2 separate regions of the Bicyclus anynana genome follow, and region 1 is linked to region 2. The links are chromatin contacts, called in public Hi-C maps. All regions are on one chromosome and are shown on one strand. The core of a region is the stretch at or near the end of the contact, and the rest is flanking DNA. Distances in the headings are between cores, read along the strand shown.

The links. Hi-C and Micro-C count contacts between places; a contact is called where the count stands out from the background.
Region 1: a contact with region 2 is called in a Hi-C map of whole body, with 2.3 times the contacts expected there. The contact joins two enhancer-like sites. A contact is called at or near these places in 2 of 2 Hi-C or Micro-C datasets (whole body and whole larva).

The regions. Positions count from the first base shown.
Region 1 is chr5:12,014,694-12,019,396 of ilBicAnyn1.1, reverse strand. All of the region lies in intron 2 of LOC112047587 (plasma membrane ascorbate-dependent reductase CYBRD1-like), which reads left to right. Among protein-coding and RNA genes, the nearest start is that of LOC112047587, 50 kb to the left of the region's middle. Within about 2 kb of position 1,671, at least 3 of the 8 cell types and tissues checked have open chromatin away from gene starts, as enhancers often do.
Region 2 is chr5:11,982,690-11,987,122 of ilBicAnyn1.1, reverse strand. The region is part of intron 2 of LOC112047587 (plasma membrane ascorbate-dependent reductase CYBRD1-like); the gene reads left to right. Among protein-coding and RNA genes, the nearest start is that of LOC112047579, 33 kb to the right of the region's middle. Within about 2 kb of position 3,137, at least 7 of the 8 cell types and tissues checked have open chromatin away from gene starts, as enhancers often do.

The DNA.
Region 1 (4,703 bases), core at 422-2,921, 34 kb before region 2:
CACTTCCTGAACACATAACTCGACATTGTAGACGATATTTAAGTATGATTTGTTTTAACGTTCGTTATTGACCACAACTAACATTGAGATGTGGCAATTTCGCCTTTTGAGCGCCTATGAACTAGTAACGCATCTAACAGTGTTTAACATCTTTATTTATTTATTTATTTATACTTTATTGCACAAAACAAAAAGAATAACAAAGAAAAAAAAGGAAAATATAGAAAACAAGTATGTGCAAAGGCGGTCTTATTGCTTATAGCAATATCTACCAGACAACCTTTGGATAAAGGAATTATTGTAATTAAATGCGGGATAGTGCAACAAAAAAAATATATATAATAATAAAAATAGTATATTTATATATACTACATGTATAAAAACATCATTGGTTAAGTAGGTATTGTTTAAATAATTGAAATCCATAGTAATATTTCAAACTGTTTGAAACAGAATACTTTAAATATTTAACTAATGTTAAGGTTTACAGTAGCAAAGTAAAGTAGTATTGAGGCGATATCACGAAGACAACAAGTCTAACAAATGAGTAATGAGAGGAGATATAAAACAAGGTCGCTGATAAGCAAATTAGAAAATAAACAGAGCGGGAGATATGATGGATATTTGGGGATATTACTTACATTGTAATTAAATTATATAATAACCATATTATGCATGTATTGATGCAAAATATCCTCTTCCTCCTTGCTTTGTATTCCTCATTACTGAGGTTCGTGACTCCTAACACTAACATTAACTTAATTCTCGACAATGTTGCTCCATGTGGCGAAAATTATTAAAACCAATAATTGTCCACAGTTTGAAATTCAATTAAATGAAATGTAGTAAACAAATTGGATGTTTTTAAATAATATGCATATAAATAAAATAATTTACAAACCAATAAATTAAATTCAAGTAATTTAACTTCATCGAATTCACTAAAGAAATTACAATGTACTTAGCACGTCTAAAACCGTCAACCGATACTCACTCCTAAGTTAAAACATATTTATATTTATCTAAGACTAGCGGACCCGGTCAAGCTTCGTTTTGACATAAGAGGTTTTCCCTACCCTACCCCTACCTTACCCCTACCCTACCCCTGCCCTACCCCTGCCCTACCTTTTAAACCTTCCCTATACCTCCACGAACATTTCAAGACCAAGATAAGATAAATCCGTTAAGCCGTTCTTGAGTTTTAGCGAGACTAACGAACAGCAATTCATTTTTATATATATATAGAAGATAGATGTTCAAAGTCCATCCATAGTGACCAATAAATTAACTCCTGCATCCAATCACAATGAAAGGAATGAGGAAGAATCACAAATATAACAATAGACGGTACTTAGTGATTCATATCTTTTATTGTACTCACAATCTACATCTTGTTATCCTTTTGCGTCAATCTGTGATCGAAGACATTTTGTGCTTCATGCATCGCATCTACTTCAAAAAAGGTAAAAGGTTATTTTTGGGAGAGGGCCAGATGACGTATATTAGGCAGACGAAGTCACTTGCGTCTGCTAGTAAATAGATATTTCCTTACATTAGGTTCAAGAAAGCTTCACGTTCAAAGCGTGTGTCACAGAACCTACTAACTAACGTGATTCGTACTGCACGTTCGTACTCGTCTCGGTGATGGTGCGGTTTCGAGAAGCAATCATTGGTACAACTGATCACTTTCATTGCCACCTTTCTCTCTCTCGTAATGTTCACTTGCATTCACCTACTGTTTAGTATAACAAGATGTTTGTGTTTTACACGAAAGAGTATTTTTTTGCTATTGCGTGCGTGCGATTTTTAAAATGTGATATGAAGATTTTGTGGTACAGATAACTTGGTATTTTCATTGAAAATGTAGGGAAAGAATCATCAAACATTTAAAAAAGATTGATCATCTTTAGCGTTAACTTCTGCCATGTATATTCTACATTAGGTATGAAGGCTATAGAAGTCCGTTTTTTTGAACTTCTTGTACGTACGTACGAATAAAAAACAAAAACCTATTTATTACTCTAGTGATGACTTCTTTCGCCTCATAAAACCTATCCCGCAATTATTCTATTTTATTTTTTTCTGCAGATTTTTAAATTTTCAGTCCGGAATTGGGATGTTGGTGGTGTAATAGCAGCAGCCCCATTTTAACGACCCTGAAGTGGACCATTGAAGTAGGCTGCTATTTTAATAGTCCACTACTGCCCACTTATTTATCATAACTAACTTCGTAACTTTTTCAATATAATGTTAATGTCACAGAATATAGAAAACGCTAAAGTTAACGCTTTTTTGTACATAGTTACGAGAGCCGTACACAGATCAGCATCGTACGCATCGGACGCGTCGCATCAAGTGGATTTTAGTATTCTTTGTACAGAAAGTCATACAAGTGCGTCCACTGATCCGCATCGTATGGATCGCATCGAACGGATTTAATCTAACGTAGAATTAAAAATCCGTTTGATGCAATCAACGATATTTTATACTAAAGATATGTTCCGTGCCTACAAAATCAGCGCAAGAAGTGATCCGAATTTAGTTACTCCACTGAGCGCACACATGCAAAATTTTGTGTTTAGTTACATTATATATTTATGTAAGTATATGTAGTTTTTATACTTCCTGAACACACAACTCGATACTGTAGATAATATTTAGGTATTATTTGTTTAAATAACGTTCATTGTTTAATAAGCGACTAAATGAAATTAAGACAAAAATATGCAGATTTGTCCGCCTCAGTTTTAATGGTCTAGTCCCCTATCTTCTCTATTATAAAAATCCGTTTGATGCAATGCGTCCGATACGTACGATGCGGATCTGTGGGCGCCTACCATTATTCGGAAGGCCGCAATGTCAAAGTGTCGATGTGTGGTTCGCCTTGCACACTCTAATATTACAACTGCATTACCAATGACAGTGTCAATTATACAGTCTACACGAGTAATTACCGGTTTCTATTACCGATAACAGGAAACCCGTTCTTTTGAGCTTCAAAAGCCATGTTGGTAATACAAGTTCCAATTAATATTCAATTTAAACAAAATAATGTAGTTTTAACCTATAACATATTTTCGCCTTTATTTCCTTAAATGAAACACATTTAACAATTTAATTAACATTTGGTGTGATATTGCATAGGGATAAGCCCTACGAAAAATATAGGTGACAAAAACTTTAAACTTAACATTTTCTACTTATATAGAACTCGTATGTATTAATGTTACTTGGTTTAAACAAATGAATAAAAAAAGTTTTCCATGACAAACAGAAAATATTTTACTGATAAATCCATGGTTTAACTAGTTTAATTAATTTATGTATAATTAGTATTAAAATAATAATAATAGATATTCTTAACACCGTGTTTATAGTCAGCCTAAAAGTCAAAAGTGTTGCTGTTATATAAAACTAAATGTTTCAGTTTTATATAATCGCAACAGTTTTCCATGACGCTACTTGAAGCGTGATAAACCAGTCTTGGGAAAATTTAAATCTCCCTTAGCGGCAAAAAACTTATCACAACTGTTGGAACTTCATTTAAAGTAAGATAAAATTGCATAGACGGTAGGTATAGATAGTCTATTTTCAGAAGGCGATTTGGTTTTAGGTTGTAGTGACTACAATCGTCAGTAAAGCAGAAATAAATTTAGTAAATTATTAATACATATTATCTGTCTGCTATTTTCAAATATTCAAATATTCTGTGTGTGTGCAGTCTGCCAATCCGCATTGGGCCAGCGTGGTGGACTATTGGCCTAACCCCTATCATTCTGAGAGGAGACTCGAGCTTAGCAGTGAGCCGAATATGGGTGATGACGATGATGTACCTTTACCTACTATACCTAATTAGTGACGCACTTAGCCCAGTGGAAATGACACCTGCTTTCGATTCGCGGGTGTAGGTTCGAATCCGTTCCGTGGTATGCAAATTCAACTTTTCAGTTAGGTATGTGCTTTTTAAGAAATTAAATATCATGTGCCTCAAACGGTGAAGGAAAAATATAGTGTGGAAATCTGCATACCTGAGAATTATCTTAATTCTCTATGTGTGTGAAGTCTGCTAATCTGCATATGGCCAGCATGGTGTACTACCTTTTAATTCTGAGAGACTCGTGCTCAACAGTGAGCCGAATACGGGTTCTTGGTGATGATGATGTTACCTAAATAACTAAAATGCATCAATTTAAAATGTGACGGCATGCTATGCTAGCAACCCGCGGTCCGATATACCCGCATGCCTGCAGCGCTGCCGACATGACGTCGGGAAAAACTCATGGTGTTGATCGCAATGTGCATGACGGCTCGACTTGAAGCAAATATATCTATTATTGTACTACAAATTGATATCGTAATGGAATGACATAATATTTAAATTATATTTGTTTACATTTAGCGATTCTATAGATGATGAAACGAGTAAGCAATGAAGTCATACGCAGTAATTCTTTGGAAAATTTTACTTGTAATAATTACTAGCCGATACACCGCGGTTTCGCTCGCGCACTTCCCGTTCCCATCAGAATACGGGGATAAAATAAAACCTTTGCCACTCGTAAATAACGTAGCTTTCTAGTGGTAAAAGCATTTTCAAAATCCATTCAGTAGATCAGTACATTAGCCCTTACAACACAACAAACTTTATCTCTTCACAATATCATTATAGTATTCATTACATGAGATTCGACTAAAGTTCGTGC
Region 2 (4,433 bases), core at 1,888-4,387:
AACTCTTTCTCCTATACGTGAAAGAATGCTTTTACCCTGTAGTGAGCAATTAAAATAGGCTGATCATGTTAATGATGATATTAACTCGCAACTAAAAATGAGATAATAAAACTCACAAGCATAAGCTTAATAAAGATGTACTGATAAGCTGAGTGTGGTATGTGTAGACACAAATTCGCAGCTATAAATTACTATTAAATTATTTTATACCCTCCATAGTGAATTCTTAACAAATAGTTTTCTACGTAATGGTGTTTGCATACTATTATGGACCGGTACAATGCGTAAGAATTCTTTTAATTCCATACAACACAAGTGATATATTTAATTAATAAAAGGATAATGAATAGTGCACTATTATAATAAAGTAATATTGCATACAAAATTTTGCTATTTACTGCTACTCTAGACATGTAAGCTAAAAATCGAAGCTAATATATATTACGTATACATTTAATTTCAATTAGTCTTTCTAGCTTATTTGAGAAGTTATAATCAGTTTGCCGTGACTCCTCTCGGAACGTTGCATTTTTCTTAGATCAATTATAAAATAATTTAAAAGCATTTTATTATAGTTTCAAATTATGTATTCTGGACAGATGGTGCACATTTTAATTTTGGTGGTTTGTAGAGAAGTTAAGAATAGGTTTCATGCAAAAGGCACGCTTTGATGAGAGTTAGTAGGTGTTAAATTTGGGCGAGAAGAGTTAGAAGTTTATTTCTTCATTGAATCTGAGAACCTTTTACAGTAATAACTTATGTAACTACTCTTCTTACGAAAATAGCCAACAATGTGTTCTACTTATAAATTGACAGTTCCAAACTACCTTTGGCTGAATAAAGTTTTATAAGTAGATTTGAAAAGTTACTAAAAGTATATCCTCTAATAAAAAAAGACAATTAGTGGTAATATCATATTAGGGTATATAATAATGTTGGAATAATCTACATTATATGATTGTGGTTGTTCTAATGTAGTCTTAGAAGATCTGCGTTGTGGACCATGCTATGTAGTCATGTCCCAGAATTATCGCTATTACAATCGATAACATGATACCATGGTTCCCTAATTAATGTTCTCACCAACCGATTCTTCATGACAAGTAATCTCGGGAGTGAAAATGTTATAAAAGATCTGCGATATCTAACGCGTAAACCTTATTTTTCTCTGAGAGATCTTACAAACGCCTTATCTCATGGTCGCCAAGGGATTAAATTCAAATGACACTTCTCTCCTCTTATATTTTGGGTTCCTTTAAGGAATATAAAATTTCAAAGATGTTTTGTTGTGTGTTAAAATATCATTTAAACCACAAAGTTAAGTTGAAATAATAATTCATTTATTTACTTAAGGGTCAACATACTTCTTCATATTTTACGAGTATATTAACAGCCTTCTGGATTTTTAATGCTATAATTAGGCAATTATAAGTTAAGGAGGGTAGCTAACTTTGTCCAGGCATTAAAAATTCATCACCATTTCGTTCAATATCAGTAAAGTACCATTTAACAGCTTTACTTAGAGACATATTTAAGAACGATTGGAAAATTGCACTATGAGAGAGCTTTTTCACATTTGTCATTTCTTAATCTTGGTCTATTTGATATGCGGGTATAGTAAACGGAACCCTATACGACTACGAATCTTGCTCAAACTTGGCCGTCTTTTTTATAATATTCACTGAAAAAAGAGACCTACTGAGGAAAAAGTCGCTATAAGGAAAACTTTTGCTCTCCGCATTTTTATTTTCGCTTTCTTCAAACTTACGTCATGAAAGACATAAAAAGGCGTTTTACTTGGAAAGTTAATATAGTGAATTGAATATTTGTAATGTAAGCTGCTTGTGAAAAAAAATATCTGCGAAAGGGCTTTTTAATTATATTTTCATTCATATTTACGAAACGCCAAAATAAATATAATTTAGTAATATGGGTTTCCTTATAATAGACTTGTATCATAACTGTAAGCCTATTTCTATCTTTTTTTAAATAAATCTTCTTTATTGTTTTAAATCAAAGGTTTATTAGTGGTAATTTTAATAAAACTACTCCTAATCGGAGAAAACTTGATCAAAATTCGTACAGTGGGAAAGCAAGCAAAGTGATTGGTTAACACCTGATACGAATAGATTTCTATCTATTCGATTTTTGATTCGATGCACATATATAATTTTATCTTAAGAATAACTGATGGTACCAACATTCGAGTACTATTCGGTTTAATAGCATTTCTTCTACATTATGGTGACAAACAAAATTATTCCGTATTTCAAACCGCATTGAGTCGCTAATTGATGTTTCCAGACGCTCCAAAAGCTCTTATTCATTTTGAGTGGTCATTACGATGGTGGAACTGTGGACGGAGAGGCAAAGTTTCCAAGAAGTTTTCCAATGAATGTGGTTAATTCAACGATTCTTGCTAAGATTGTTACGCAGTCTTACAAACGGCTTTGGAAGATATTGTTTGAGTATTTCGCAAAAGAACTCGGCTTAAACTTTGGAATACCTACTGACCGTTTGAGGTTTCACTGTGAATTATGAGACAGCCGTTACAAATTCATTTGCAAATAAAATGTATCTGTCTGTCTGTTCGTAGCTTATGAACTAATAAACCAATAATTGTAAAATGGGTTTTTTTTAATCTTACCTGATTGAGATAATAATTACGAAGTACACGATGTAGACTCTATAAACCGATCCGGAGCTAATGGCTTTTTCTATTATGATATTGTTCGACAGTGTTCTAGTTGATATTATGACTGTCGGGTTTTGAATTTGAACTTGTTATCTCATGTCTAGTTGAAATAAGTTTTAAGCATAATCTACCTACGTCTTTAATATGGAATTTGTATATTTACTTATTTTTCTAACCACAGAATTTTATATAATCTAACGATGGACGATTTGGCCGTAGGATTTCTTTGATTTTCTAACGGCATCATCAAAACATATAGTGTCTTTAATACAAGTACACACTATGCTTACTATGACAAATAATATTTTTCTACTAAGACGACATTACGTGCTTAATTGGTTAATTTTGATCTGAACGCATAAAATATATCAACTGTAGATATGTCATGTAGGCCAGGAGTACCATGGCCGTAGAGTTCATTGACCGGTCCTCCCCCCTCTCAACGCCCTCTCAAGACCCTACGCCACATTTCTCTTCTCTTCAATGCAACCGTTTAAGTAGAACAGCTAGATGATACAACTCGTTTCGCCGCTTTTTTTGTTACGAGAAAATCTCAGAATATTTGAAAGCTGACGGTTTCCTTCGCAATATTTCACTTGATTACATCTATCGTTCGAGATGGATGAGTATATTGTATTCGCTGTACAATCATCATTATTATCTGCCTTATTATTGATACATTCCTGAGCAATAACACTAGTAGCTAAAGATTCCATTGCTAGATTTCGCAGGTGTTGCCTATGAAAAAATTGCTGCAATTACTCATCGTTCATTTGATTTGAATCAAGTTTTAAAATCGGGAAACTGCAAAATCAATAAGTGGGGTGTCGAAGAAGAACCTTCCGAATCGGTGGTAGTCTTTACAAATCGAAATTGACGTTTCAAAAGTACTCGTAAACCTATCTTTAAAATAAAGAATTTGATTTTAATTTTGGACAATATTTTTTAGTTGAATTAAGAAGTCTGAAGACAAAGAGCTAAATCCATTAAAATGCTATTCTACTGATTCACCATCTCCCAACTTGTTAACTAGACAAAGAAATTAAAGAACAAGATGTTGAAAGTGTTCGTGTTAGAGTTGCAACTCCTAACTTAGTTTGCTGTTTAAATATGCAGTTACCACTGAAAGTCAAAAGTATAATCTAAGTTTTCCCCGCTGCCACATCTTGTTGAGAAAGTTAACGCTCAACTTTTACCTATTTTACAGAAAAAATACATTATTCACGACAATCAACTTTTCACTCGAAAACTAACAACTATTTTTAAAAACAACTAGGCAATTAATTTTAATTACGTTGATAGAAGTTATTTGAAATTCCAAAATTTCAAGACATAATTTTTTGAATGTTGCGCGACAATTTTGATAATTTTATAGAATTTCATTCTTTGTCAACTTCTGACGATGTTTCAATAATATCCTCTTTACTTTTATAAATAGATACATTAATAGTTAAGTATACTTTAACTTGCTCGTATTTAAAACAAACAAGTATTTAAAGTAAGCTACTTATAAAAGCTAGTTGGTCTAGTTCCATTGTTTTGTAGGGATCACAGAGAAAATATGCAAACAAACAAACATTAAAGTCATCACACATTAAACGATGAATGGAAATAATGTGTGAATAAGTTGAATCTCTTTATTTGGTGAGTGGACAAGAGAAAGCACCTAATAGTGAGAATTTGAGATACAGAGATCATTAAAAACAAAGATGTATAGGTATACAGATGCACTTATACG